Linked DNA regions of Sus scrofa: all the other regions are linked to region 3. Evidence: chromatin contacts called from public Hi-C and targeted proximity ligation data. All regions are on one chromosome and are shown on one strand. The core of a region is the stretch at or near the end of the contact, and the rest is flanking DNA. Distances in the headings are between cores, read along the strand shown.

Region 1 (3,413 bases), core at 677-3,176, 160 kb before region 3:
AAAGGCTGAAATGAAGAAACTTGTCAAGGAGTTCCCGTAGTGGCTCAATGGTTAACGAATCCGACTAGAAACCATGAGGTTGCAGGTTTGATCCCTGGCCTTTCTCAGTGGGTTACGGATCCGGCATTGCCGTGAGCTGTGGTGTAGGTCGCAGATGCAGCTCGGATCCTGCATTTCATCCTGCATTTTTGTGGCTCTAGCTCCGATTCGACTCCTAGCCTGGGGACCTCCATATGCTGCAGGAGCAGCCCAAGAAATGGCAAAAAGACAAAAAAAAAAAAAAGAAAGGAAACTTGTCAAAAGGTTGTGGCAGAAGAATTTTTCAGTTTGGGTGATTAAAATCTGTCACTTTGGAGTTCCTATGTGGTACAGTATAAATAAATTCAACTAGGAATCATGAGGTTGTGGGTTCAATCCCTGGCCTCATTCAGTGGGTTAAGGATCCAGTGCTGCCATGAGCTATGGTGTAGGTCACAGACATGGCTCGGATCTGGCATTGCTGTGGCTGTGGTTAGGCTGGCAGCTGTAGCTCTGGTTTGACCCCTAGCCTGGGAACCTCCATATGCCACGAGTGCAGCCCTAAAAAAAAAAAAGCAAAAAAAAAAAAAAAACAAACAAAAAAAAACTGTCACTTGAACATCTAATGAATATACGGTCAACCATCTCTGGTTAAAAAAAAAATCAAATTAGGCATATAATTCAGTCTTAATCTTTCGATCTTGGTCTATCAGATTTTGTATCTCATCTCTTTCCTTTTAGCCAGATCAAGTGTTCAAGCTTCTTTCTTGATCTACTCATTTAGTTTTGGTATTCAGAGGTGTAGGGAAGATTTTGTTTCCTCTCCTGTTTCAGAGATAACTTCCTGGTTATCCATCGAGTTAATACCACAAGTGTAATTTCTGGTCATGGGAAACTGTGTTTATCTACCTGTAATAATGAGAACAGAATTCAAAGGAAGGGACAACAATCAAACTTAAATGAGACATCCCTGATATAAGACTAGCATAAAATTAAGTACAAAGGAAGCAGGGAAGGGTGACTACTTGAGCAGCAATGTGACTCCATGGTGACTTGTATCACGCTGTTAGCGCTTCTTCAACATTTAGCCTTGGTGTTGGTCTAGCCTTCAGGAAAGTTTGTCCTTCCACCTTTACTTTCAGCACCTTTTTGTTCCTTTTTTTTTGGCTTTTTAGAGCAACATTTGCAGCATATGCAAGTTCCTGAGTTAGGCGTAAATGGGAGCTGCAGCTGTGGGCCTACACCACAGCCACAGCAACACCAGAGCCAAGCCACATCTGCGAACTACGCCACAACGTGTGGCAATGCTGGATCCTTAACTCACTGAGCAAGGCCAGGGATCAAACCTGCTTATTCATGGACACTAATAGGGTTTTGTTTTGTTTTGTTTTTGTCTTTTCTAGGACTGCTCTCTCAGCATATGGAGATTCCCAGGCTAGGGGTCTAATCGGAGCCGTAGACACTGGCCTACGCCACAGCCACAGCAACGTGGGATCCGAGCCGCGTCTGCAACCTACACCACAGCTCATAGCAACGCCGGATCCTTAATCCACTGAGCAAGGCCAGGGATCGAACCTGCAACCTCATGGTTCCTAGTCGGATTCGTTAACCACTGCGCCATGACGGGAACTCCAACACTAATTGGGTTTTAACCCACAGAGCCACAAAGGCAACTCCCAGAGCATCTTTTTCTGTCCTCCTGGGACCTCTAGATATCTTTTTTTTTTTTTTTTTGTCTTTTTTTGCCATTTCTTGGGCCGCTCCCGCAGCATATGGAGGTTCCCAGGCTAGGGGTCGAATCGGAGCTGTAGCCACCAGCCTATACCAGAGCCACAGCAATGCGGGATCCGAGCCGTGTCTGCAACCTACACCACAAATCATGGCAATGCCAGATCCTTAACCCACTGAGCAAGGCCAGAGATCGAACCTGCAACCTTATGGTTCCTAGTCGGATTCATTAACCACTGAGCCACAACGGGAACTCCCCAGATATCTCTTTTGTGATCCACTCCCACAAGGCCTAGGTCTAGCTGTCACAATGTCACTTGTGGCAGATACCGTTAGTTACCTATCTATTCTACTTCCTTTTCTTTTCCAACAGAGCCCTGATTTTGTGCAGGTAAATAGTCAGGAGAGTGGGTCCCCTGGAGGGAAACCATGATGGGCCCAAACCAATTACAGTAGGTAGTGTTTTTTCCTCTTGATAATGATTGCTCTAGGATTGGTACATGACACAATGCTTGTCTGCATGTATTATGGGGATTCCACTGCCGCCTTCCCCAACATGCTAAGGACGGCAGGGGAGAAATACGGGAGTATTGGGACCATGATGGTGACCAAATCATTGAATTAACCAACCTGTAACTGCCCTACCTTTGAACATTTTGTTGGGTTTTCTGTTACTTGCAGCTGAAACTATCCAATCTGATATTCCACCAAATCCCACTACTTATTTTGTCACCTCTGAGGATACTGTTTCAATAACCATTCAACCATTCCTGGAGTAACCTTTTAAGTACAGGAACATGCCTGGCACTAGAATAAGAAATATACTGAGACTTATTCAGAATTTTCTATTAAAGTAACTATCGTTTTTGTTTTTTTCAAACAAACACCTCTGTAAACTGACAACTTCATTAAAAGTACCCTCTGAAAAGAGGCATTCTGAGCTCTTTGCACCTGAGGAAAGCAAAGCTGTGTACTGGCCATTGACAGCAGGGCTGGGGAAGAAGCTCACTTTTCTAATTCCAAATCCCTACACCAGGGCGGCCAGTGCAATGAAGCTGAAAATATTTGGTAACGGTGCAGGTCGAATGTGAGTTCATTAGGAGACACACACAACGTCCTGAGCTGCACTCCAATGGCTGTAGTACCGCTTGAGGTCCGCTGTGGCTCTGAGCCTCACCTGGCTCCGTTAGGCTTCAGTCGCCTGGCACAAAGCAGCCAAAATACACTGGGTCGGAGACTAACAAAGCGGCCTACGCCGACCTGAACTATTCCCAAGCAGAAGACACCCTTTTACATTCCACGGTCCCACAGTCCGCCCAACACACAGCCGACCGCTCCAGCCAAGACTAGGTCCCGCGCCCCGGCCGGACCTAAGATTTGGACCGGCCGGACCCACATTTCAGTACCCATGTTCGTTCGGGTTCCAGATTCTCCCCGTCCACTTTCTCTCCTTCTTTCCTGAAACTTTACGTCCCTCCGGCGTCACCCTAACGCCGCACCTGGTCTGGTCAGCCAACACTGAGCTCACTGGGGAGACCCAGGCAGCGGAACCGGAAATACTTACTTGGAAAAGGTGAGGGAATACTACACCTCCCAGCTAGCTCAGTGAGCCGTGGGCCTTCCATTAAGGCGCTCGATTGGCCAACGAACGAGAAGGCCTGCCCCCT
Region 2 (3,225 bases), core at 301-2,800, 200 kb before region 3:
AGCAGAGGGCCTCTGCCACTGTTTGGGGAAAAGTTGAAAAAGTGATGGAGAATAAAGCGGCAGCCTTCTTATCACAGTCAGGCATTGCCTTCTTCCTGCCAGGTAGGAGTCAAGTTCTGTTAATTCTGCAGTACTTTTGTCAAAATGGAGACAATTTGAGTAAGATTCTTAACATGAACTGCTTAATTGTACACTGTTTAAGGTCAGAATGTTCAGAAATCTCCTTCTCGTACACTTTTCCAAATACAGCTCTGTTCAGGGTCCCCTAGCAGAATACTGGCCACCCTCAACTATGAGGGAAGAGAACCGTCTCTACAATGGTCTACCATAGAGCGTCACCAAGAACCTCCCCATCCCTGAGGGCATAGATTCAAACAGTAGAGCTAGCAGGAGGCATCAATAAAATCTCCTGTCTCTTTCTGTATATTTACGTTACAGAAAAAGAACAATTCACAACTGAAAGGACTCATCTTTAATGGGAACATTTCAGGCACCAGCAATTTGGTTACAAAATTGGCCTTAAGCCCCTCAGATCACACCAAATTGGCAGTCACCTGCTAGAGCCATGCACGTGGAGCCATTTGACTGAACTGCTTCAGGGTGAGACAATGACAGCGCATAAAAGCCAAGAAACTGTGAGTCGCACAATCCTACATCTGGACCCATTACTTTCAGAGTTGTAGCTGTGTGGCCTAAAACAAGCGACTTTACAGCTCTGCCTCAAAGTATTTCATCCAGGAACTACAGGACCCGCCGCACTGTTAAAATGAGGACTAAAATAAGACACTGAATGTACAATACCTGGTGTGTAACAAGGGACCCCCCCCCCCCCACAGGAGCAGATCTGAGCCGCAATTAGTAGTCACCAGCCCCTCCTGGGCTTCGTTGTTCGTTTCTCGGAGATCTATGCTAACCCAACTCTAAAACGGTTTAGCGTTTTCCAATTCGTCAGCGAACGTTTATACCACCTGGCTGTATAAATCAGTTTAAAGTAAACCAAGAATGTATATGTGTGTGTGTGACTGGGTCACCTTGCTGTATAGTAGGAAACTGACAGAACATTGCAAACCAGCTACAATGGGGAAAAAATCGTTTAGAATTTAAAAAAAACATTTTTTAAGTAAACCAAATTAAAGTTTGGATTCCTCAGCCACACAAACCACACGTGGCCAGCGGCAGATACACAACCTGCCCTCATTGGGAAAGGGCCGTGAGACTGGGCTGGGGCGCCCAGGCCGGGGTTGCGGGAGGCGGGCCAGGGGCGTCCCAAGCCGCGGAAGCCCAGGAGGAGCTCCGGCGCTCGAGCCTCGGGGGGGCTCGGACGGGGGACCCGGCGGGAGGGAGCCCGAGCATCAGGAGGACCGCAGGTCACGGGGGCAAGGCTGCCTTACTGCGGAGGTCGCGGAAAGACATGTCTCTTTGGTCCCGAGAAGCCCGGAGTCTCCGCCGCTCGCCCCTCAGCGCTCACGGGTCTCTATAGTAACGCACGGAGGGAGCGTGGACGGCGAGTAGCCGGGGCCAATCCAGACGGGAGGCGACCTGGTCGGGCCATGTGCGCATGCTCCACACTCGCCGGACACAGGGCGGCCGGCAGGGGGCGTCTCCGGACGCTGAGGGAGCCGGCGTGGGATCTTGGCCCGGATGGCGTCTGGGCCCCTTGACTTGACACGTTCTGAGCACCATCCAAGCGCCTGACACTTTGAGAGGCACTCTACATACTACTCGTTTCCTCCTCAACTGCTCTAGACAGAATGTAGGATAGTGTTAGGAGGCAGGTCTCCCGCCTGCGTCCTGTACCCAGCATGCATCTCACTAGCGAGGGTAAAATGAAGCACCTCCTGAGTGAAGGGACTGACCGCTGGGCGGCGACAGTGGGCCGGGCTGCTACCTGCGCACGCGCAGCGGGATCGAGCTTTACGACAGGCCGGAAGCCGGCCCGGCTCTTCGCGCGCTGGCGGTTGTCCTGGCAACCGTGTGCTCAGCGGGCTGGAGCCTATTGGTGCGCCAGTTTGAGGGGGCGGCTCCGGGTGAGGAGCACCGCCGACCCTTGGCCGGGTTAGCTGCGGGCTCGCTTGGGACTGCCCTAAGCTGGGCTGCCACGGTTGGAAACAGGTGACAGGAAGGGCTGGGGAAGGTGAAATCAGCTGATCCCAGAAGGGTGGACGCTGAGGAATGACTGCCAAACCCACAATCGGTTTTGGTGAAGTTGCACACATAAATGCACGGAGTTCCGAAATAGATCCATACATGCGTGGTCATTGTGACGAAGACCTTCAGAGGGGATAGAAAGAAAGAGCTTTCAACAAATGGTTTGGGAACAATTCGGAATGCAAATAAATGAGCATCCATCCTTATTTAAGAGTAAAACCAAGAACTATAGCTTTTCTAGAAGAAAACTTAGAGGTGAAAGGTTCGTGACTGGGTTAAACAAAAACATCATCCTTAAATAAATAAATAAATAAACCTTATCCAGGGAGTTCCCATTATGGTGCAGCAGAAACGAATCTGACTACTATCCACAAGGATGCGGGTTCGATCCCTGGCCTTGCTCAGTGGGTTAAAGATCTGATGTTTCCATGAGCTGCGGTGCAGGTGGCAGACGCCCTTGGTATCCCACGTTAATGTGGCTGTGGTGTGTAGGCTGACAACTGCAGCTCCAATTCGACCCCTAGTCTGGGAACTTCCATATGCCATGGGCGCAGCTCTAAAAAGAAAAAAAAATATGAATTTCATTTCATTACAAATAATAAGCAAAGGAAAAGATACTCAAGATTATTAGTCGTTAGAGAAATGTATATTAAACCACAAGATATCACTGGGTAGTTTGAGAACAGCTAAAATAACAACCAAGTACAACGAAAGCCCTGACAGTTAAGGGTCTGAAAGGATGTGGAGGGACTTGGCCCTTCCTACAGTGTTGGTGGGAACGTGAAACTGTACATCCACTTTGGAAAACAGTTGGTAGTGTAAGGCGAGTGCGGAGAAAGAGAACAAGCCGGGTGTTCAGACAAAGAGAAGAAAATTTATTAGAGGGGAAAGGGAGAGGGTGACGGACCCTTGAGAAGAGCCAGCCCCCTGCCCTTCTTTTGGGGCCTTCTTATGCCCCTTGGATGGGAAACTGGATTCCCTGAGGCGAAGGGAGGTTAGTTTATCTTTTGCCTGCAGCTGGACTCTATGGTCACATAGTCGTGACAAAGTTGGTGGTGTCTCACCGTAGGGGGGGGT
Region 3 (3,157 bases), core at 392-2,891:
ATTTAAAATCACATGCCATTCTGTTGCTTATCTTTGTTAATATTGTTTTTAAGTTTTTTTAGGGAAAAATAAAAAGTTTATATTATACTTTACAGCACCTCAGTTTCCTGTTCTGCCTCAACATTAAACTTAATGGTTCTCCTAACTGTTCTTTCATTGGTTATTAAACTCCTTTTTTTTTTTTTTTTTTGTACGTGAAGACAGGAACCTTACTTCTTTCCTAGAAGAACAGACAATTTTTGCTAGGATCAAGCTGAAATGCTACCTTTTCTTACAAGGTCCACATATATTCAGATCAATTTACTCGTATTTCAAACTACACTGCTGTGATTAAAAGAGGGTTTTGCTTGTTTTGTTTTTTGGATTTTTTTTTTTTTTTTTAGTAACTCTGGTATCTGGAAAGGGAGATATTCTTGACTTTTTAAAAAGTAAACTGTGTGGCAACAAAATTTTTGTGGCAAAACTGTGGGAAAATTTTTTGTTGCCACACAGTTTTGACACTAGTGTCTTTATAACATATTTTAAACCATGGTCCAGTGAATCATCTATAGTTAGCCTTAAGAAATGGGATGCATTCATATTTTCACCTTCATCATCCTCCCTGAGGCAGGTGTTACATGGAGGTACCTGAAATGAGGCAGGAATGAGGCAATCCCTGCCCTTGCGTTGTCCCAATCCTGATCTATGACTTACCAGGGAATGAACCGAGTATAACAATACAGAAAGAAAGGATGCTGTTAGGCGCCGGCTAGACACTGAAACTGAGGTCCGACACGGAGATGGACGACTAGGATTTCTTAGAAAACAACATGACCAGGAGTTCCCGTCGTGGCTTAGCGGTTAACGAATCCGACTAGGAACCATGAGGTTGCGGTTTCAATCCCTGCCCTTGCTCAGTGGGTTAACGATCCGGTGTTGCCGTGAGCTGTGGTGTAGGTTGCAGACTCGGCTCGGATCCCGCGTTGCTGTGGCTCTGGCGTAGGCTGGCAGCTACAGCTCCGATTGGACCCCTAGCCTGGGAAGCTCCATATGCCGCGGGAGCGGCCCAAGAAATGGCAAAAAAAAAAAAAAAAAACAAACAACAACCATGACCAGTGCAAACCGCAGAGTAGAAGTAGGCAAACAGGTGAGGGGAACGTCGCTCAGCTTTGACCTACGGGCCACTCTTGCCCGAAGGGACGGCTGTAAAAACACCCCAGGCCCAGCAGAGGTCTTGACCCATTACACACTCCGCAGTATTTGGATACACCCGAGATGCTGCGGCGGAAACTGCAGCACCCCCCCGCAAACCTTCCGGTCCATGAGACAGTCCACTTCCGGTCGAGATCCGACCCTACTCCGCCCCAACCGCTGCGACTGGCAATCCCCCGTTGGCTGTTTGGAGTCGAACTACACTTCCCACCAGCCCCTGGAGTTTACATCGTCCTACCTGGATTCGTGCCAGCCTGTCACGGAGACCTGGAGCCAGCTTTCTGTTTTCTGAAGCCCCCGTACAGTAGCAGATAGAGCGGCTGCTGCCAACCCGGCCTCCCTGCCGTCCTGAGAGCTCCGCCGCCGGCCTCGAGCCTCGCCTTCTCTGGCGCAGAACGCCCGCTCCAAGCGAGGAGACCAGGCTTCCACGCCGGAAACGAGGCACCGGGCGTGACGTCACGGCTGCCGAGGCGCCCGGCCTCCCAGAAGGCATCGCGTCCCCGTCGTCCTCCCCAACTGACGGCGGCGAGCACCAATAGTTGCCGGCCGGTTGGGAGGACACTCCGAAGGGCGAGGGGTGGGTTTGGCCTCTCGCGCCTAGTTTCCCAGTTTCTTCTCGAGTCTGGGTCTCTGGGCTGTCCCGAGCGATCGCCCACGGGCGGCAGAACCTCAGAGGTGAGGGACTCCGGGAGGGCGGGAAGTAGGCGGAGGCGGCCGCGGAGGCGGCGGCTGAGGCGCGGAGCGTGGTCCATTGCAGGGGGGGAGTCTGACGGGAATAGGTAGCCGGGAGCGCACCCTAGGCAATGCCGCCAACTGGGCTTTGCGGTAGAGCTGTCCTGGGCCAGTGGGAGAGGCTGTAGAGTGGGTCCGGCCCAGTGGGCCCCGCTGGATTGTCTCCTGCCGTTCTTACAGGGCTTCGAGGGCGGAAGGGCGTTAACAGGCTACTTGTAGACACCTCACTCGGCCTTGCGTTTGCCCCTTGAGCCGTCAGCTACCCCCGAAAGGGCGTCTGAGGGACCTGCGATCCCAGGGGCTCAGTGAGGCCAAATTCAATGGCCAAGCTGACTTCTAAGCAGATGCCCTCGGTTTTGAACCCCAGATTTCCTGTCTTCTAGTTCCTTGCTCTTTCTACAGCATGAATTAACCCGTTCTTCCCAGTGGAGTTTGCACTTCATATTCTCGGGAGGATGGCCCTTGGTCATTTGCCTGATGCCATTGCTCCCTTCTGTTTGAATCTTGAGGTTGGGACATCTTATGCTTTCATTCTCAGTATATTCGTTTGAGGCCTTGCTAAGAGTATCAGGTTCAGGGATCTTCCTTTCAGTTGTGAGTTCCCTACCGCAGCTTATCTTTCCTTTAGATCTCTCGTGGCCTCACTACCCAAGACACATACTGGGATGCAGGCACGCGCAGCCTGACCCGTGATTTTTCTCATCTCTTGTGTGTGGCCATCTGATAGGTTACCTCCAGTAAGAAGTGGCTTTCAAAGCTCTGCAGAAACAACTGTGGCATGTGATTTCAAGGCACGATGGCTGCAAAAGTGGTTCCTATGCACCCAAAGCCAAAGCGGTCCTTTGTTCTGAGAGTTCCTCCCAACTCCAAGCTGGGCCAAGACCTACTTCGAGATGCTACTAGTGGGTCCAAGACCATCCACCAGCTGGTTCTGGAGCACTTTCTCACCTTCTTGCCCAAGCCAAGCCTAGTTCAGCCCAGTCAGAAAGTCAAGGAGACCTTGGTTATTATGAAGGATGTGAGCTCCAACCTTCAGAACACAGGTAAGAAGCACATACTGTTTCACCAGAAGAGAAGAGCATGGTACTGGGGGCTAAGCTAGGCTTCCATGTTAGTAATGAATTCAAGTTAGGGTGGTGGGTGTCAGAAAAAAGGAATTGATTTTAATAAGTCAACATGCTAGAGTTTTCTCATGGAGCAGAGGGTTAAGGATCCGGCATTGTCACTGCAGTGT
Region 4 (3,276 bases), core at 151-2,650, 140 kb after region 3:
CCTCCATCCCACCACCGGGGTCATTTCAGCTCCTGGACCGCCAACCTCTTCGTCATGACAGGGACTTTATTCATTCTGTTCCCCTTGCTGGGAAGGTTCTACCCTGAAATCCTTCCCGTCATTCAAGTCTCAGCGTTCCGTCCTTGGACAATCAATTCCTAACATTCTCCACTGCTTCCCCCGTCTGTCACCACTTTAAATTAATGTGTCATTTACGTCCGCCTCCCTCACTGGAGCTCAACCCATGAGGGCATGGATCTTGTCAGATTTTTCATCGCTTATCCCTCAATATCTAGCAAAAGACCTGGAACGCAGGCATTTATATTGAAAAATGAATGAGTGAAGGCGGTGAAGCGTCTATTTAACGTTTCCTCGCCTTTACTACCCGGCCCGCCCCGCACTGACTGCCTCAGTTCCTCCCGCTCCCCGCAAAAGATCCCAGGTCTCCTTCCAGGCCGTTACCGCCTCCGCGTGGGCTCTCGCAGGCAGCACCGGGCGGGCCCGCAAGGTGCCGGAGCGCCAGCAGGAGGTGCAGGGGCCAGGACTCCGGCGCGGCGGACCCTGGGCGTCACGACCAAGCCCAGACGCGGCCCTCGCGTTCGAGCGCCGCGGGTTTCTTCCGGGCGCAACAGGTCTTCCGCCGCGCGCGAGGCCGGAAGTGGCTCTGGCCTCGGCGCTCGCCTTCTCCCCGCTGCCTCTCTAGGAAGGCAGGAGGGTCGCTGTCTCGGTGGTGGGCCCGGGGCCCGCTCTGAAGACTCGGGGGCTGACGACTCAGCAGGTAGGCCGGCCCGCGTTGTTGGTTCTTTCCGCAGCGCCCGGAAAAGGAAGGGAAAAGGCAAAGTTTGGAAGCCCAGAGCGTCGAGGAGTTGCCAGGCAACCGTGGCGGGGGTGGGGGGGAACGGAGCCGAGGACAAACGCCAGTTATGATTGGCCCGTTTTGGGGGCGCCCACCCTCTTGCTCCTCCCAGGGCACTGACTGGCAGGTGGCATAGTGGGAGGGGTGAGATCGTCCGGAATCTGTCATCCTGGCTGTGAGGCGAGCCTCGGCGAGTCTGCAGACCTCGCCACCCTGCGGGGTCACACGAGCTCGGGAGGAGCTTCCCAGGCTAGAGCAGAGCTGAATCAGTCCACGTCTCCGGCCCGGGGAAGGCAGCGCGCCTTCAGCCAGGACCTGGGCCGACCACACAGGGATGCGGTCGGCAGTCCCAAGGGACTATTTCCACCACCGCCCCCTTCCCCTCCCTCTACTAGTCCAGAAGGCGCAGGTGCGCAGGTCAATCGCAAGGAATCAGGTCGCGCGTGTTCTTCAGAAGCTATAAGGTGTGAGCAGGAGCCAGGAAGGAGTAGGCCACCTCTGAGCCTCTTCGCCAGCTCCCCAGAGACGGCCAAAACCCTTCTCTGCCTCCCCACCCTACCCCCGCCCAGCCTGCTACCCGTCAGTGATGCTTCATCACCCACCGAATCATGAACACCATTCAGCCTGACAGCCCAGGCCCTTCCAAGATGCTGGAGCTGCCTCCTCAGTCTTAGCTGCTGTTGTCCACTCTTAAAACGCTCTGGCCTGGAATTCCCATCATGCCTCAGCGGATAACGAGCACGACTAGTATCCATGAGGACGCAGGTTCAATCCCTGACCTCACTCATTGGGTTAAGGATCTGGAGTTGATGCGGGCTGTGATGTAAGTCGCAAATGTGACTTGGATCCAGAGTTGCTGCGCCTATGGCGTAAGCCAGCAGCTGTAGCTCTGATTCAGCTCCTAGCCTGGGAACTTCCACCTGCCGCAGGCAGCCCTAAAAAGACAAAAAACAAACAAACAAAAAAAGGCTCTAGACAGGGTCTATTCCATCCTCTGGATGGATCTCTAAGAAATGGAAGATGCATGGGGCCCTTGGAATCCCTTTGCACTGTGCTATGAAAAGGGGATGCCGTTTCCCACTGGATACTGTGCTGAGCTCCTCAGAGCGAAGTCTTTAACGACCCCGGCCCCCCGGAGCTCACTAGACAGCCCTCTGCGGGATTCAAGGCCTGAGTGATTCCTGGCATCCAGCTGATGTGGCCCATGGCCCAAGGAGCTGAAATTAAGGCAATACCCACTGTGCAAATGAATACTCTGTGCTAAGCCCCACCAAGTCATGGTAGCACCTTCCCACCTGTTTCCCTCCATCAGATAACAAGCTCCTGGGAGCAATCCTTATGTGACGAGAGCCCCTCAGTCCCTCACACTGAACCCAGCAGAGAAACACTATTTCTGGCTGAGTGACCAGTGACCAGTGCCGTGACGACACGCTGAAGGGAGGAAACTGCTTTTTCTCACCTCTTCGAGAAAGAACCATCCAGTCAATCCACTCCTGCCAGCAGCCCAACCCTAGACACCACTGAGTCCTGCCTGGGCCCCCACTAGTCAGCACCTCCCTGGCGTCCAGCTGATTTCCCTCTCAAACTCCAGCTGAGTGCAACACCCCTGAAGGTCAAGTCTACTGTCTGTCAGTTCTAATTTTTTAGTTCTGTTTTGGCCAGGCCGGTGGCATGCAGAAGTTCCGGGGCCAGGGATCGAACCTTTGCCGCAGCAGTGACCCAAGCTGCTGCAGTGACTACAGTGGATCCTTAACCTGCTGCACCACAGGAGAACTGTCTACTCTTTAGACAGCCTCATATTGTCATGCACTAATTAGACAATCAAAAGCTGAAGGGGGAGGAGTTCCCCTTGTGGCCCAGCAGGTTACAAACCTGACTAGTATCCGTGAGGACATGGGTTCGATCCCTGACCTCAGTGGGTCTGGGAACTGGCGTTGCTGTGAGCTGTGGCGTAGGTCACAGACACTTCTCCGATCCTGTGTTGCTGTGGCTGTGGCATAGGCTGGCAGCTGTAGCTCCGATTTGACCCCTAGCCTGCGAACTTCCACATGCTGCAAGTGTGGCCCTAAAATAAATAAATTAATAGCTATTGGGGGTACATGGAAATAGAGGTATTCTTTACAGGATAAAAGCCCTGGACCTGAGCTCCAGCTTCCAGGTTGAATGACTTTGGGCAAGTTACTGGCCTTCTCAGCCTGCTTCCTCATCTATAAAACTCCGAGTTGCAGTTGGGGACATATACGTGATGCTTGGTCCCATGCCTGACAGGGCAGCTGCTCAACTGCCAACTATCATAACTATTTTCAGTCCAATGTCCTGTTCAAGACATTCCATCCCTCAGGGGCTGGGAGCCAACAGAGCTGCGACTGCTCTGTTGGCTCTGTGAGCACAGAGACAGGAGGGGTCCCAAGAGAGGCAGA

The links. A called contact is a pair of places that touch in the nucleus more often than the background predicts.
Region 1: a contact with region 3 is called in a targeted proximity ligation map of alveolar macrophages. A contact is called at or near these places in 2 of 5 promoter capture datasets (fetal liver and liver), 3 of 47 Hi-C or Micro-C datasets (embryonic fibroblasts, fetal skeletal muscle and liver) and 1 of 2 datasets of targeted methods (alveolar macrophages).
Region 2: a contact with region 3 is called in a Hi-C map of liver, with 5 times the contacts expected there. A contact is called at or near these places in 5 of 47 Hi-C or Micro-C datasets (heart right ventricle, liver, mesenteric adipose tissue and 1 more) and 2 of 2 datasets of targeted methods (alveolar macrophages and skeletal muscle).
Region 4: a contact with region 3 is called in a Hi-C map of liver, with 9 times the contacts expected there. A contact is called at or near these places in 4 of 47 Hi-C or Micro-C datasets (embryonic fibroblasts, heart right ventricle, liver and 1 more) and 1 of 2 datasets of targeted methods (alveolar macrophages).

The regions. Positions count from the first base shown.
Region 1 is chr3:38,786,521-38,789,933 of Sscrofa11.1, forward strand. It overlaps ZNF597 (zinc finger protein 597), which reads left to right and starts at 1,927. Exons shown (of 7, transcript XM_013995710.2): 1 at 1,927-3,413. All of the region lies in intron 1 of NAA60 (N-alpha-acetyltransferase 60), which reads right to left.
Region 2 is chr3:38,751,905-38,755,129 of Sscrofa11.1, forward strand. It overlaps C3H16orf90, which reads left to right and starts at 1,551. Exons shown (of 4, transcript XM_021088380.1): 1 at 1,551-1,624; 2 at 1,873-2,027. The coding sequence starts at 1,551. CLUAP1 (clusterin associated protein 1) reads right to left here and starts at 1,481. Exons shown (of 12, transcript NM_001245000.1): 1 at 1,392-1,481. The coding sequence starts at 1,413.
Region 3 is chr3:38,951,022-38,954,178 of Sscrofa11.1, forward strand. It overlaps ZNF263 (zinc finger protein 263), which reads right to left and starts at 1,642. Exons shown (of 9, transcript XM_013995720.2): 1 at 1,430-1,642. ZNF200 (zinc finger protein 200) reads left to right here and starts at 1,671. Exons shown (of 5, transcript XM_021088110.1): 1 at 1,671-1,866; 2 at 2,651-2,966. The coding sequence starts at 2,720.
Region 4 is chr3:39,087,389-39,090,664 of Sscrofa11.1, forward strand. It overlaps ZNF213 (zinc finger protein 213), which reads right to left and starts at 1,401. Exons shown (of 6, transcript XM_013995737.2): 1 at 463-1,401.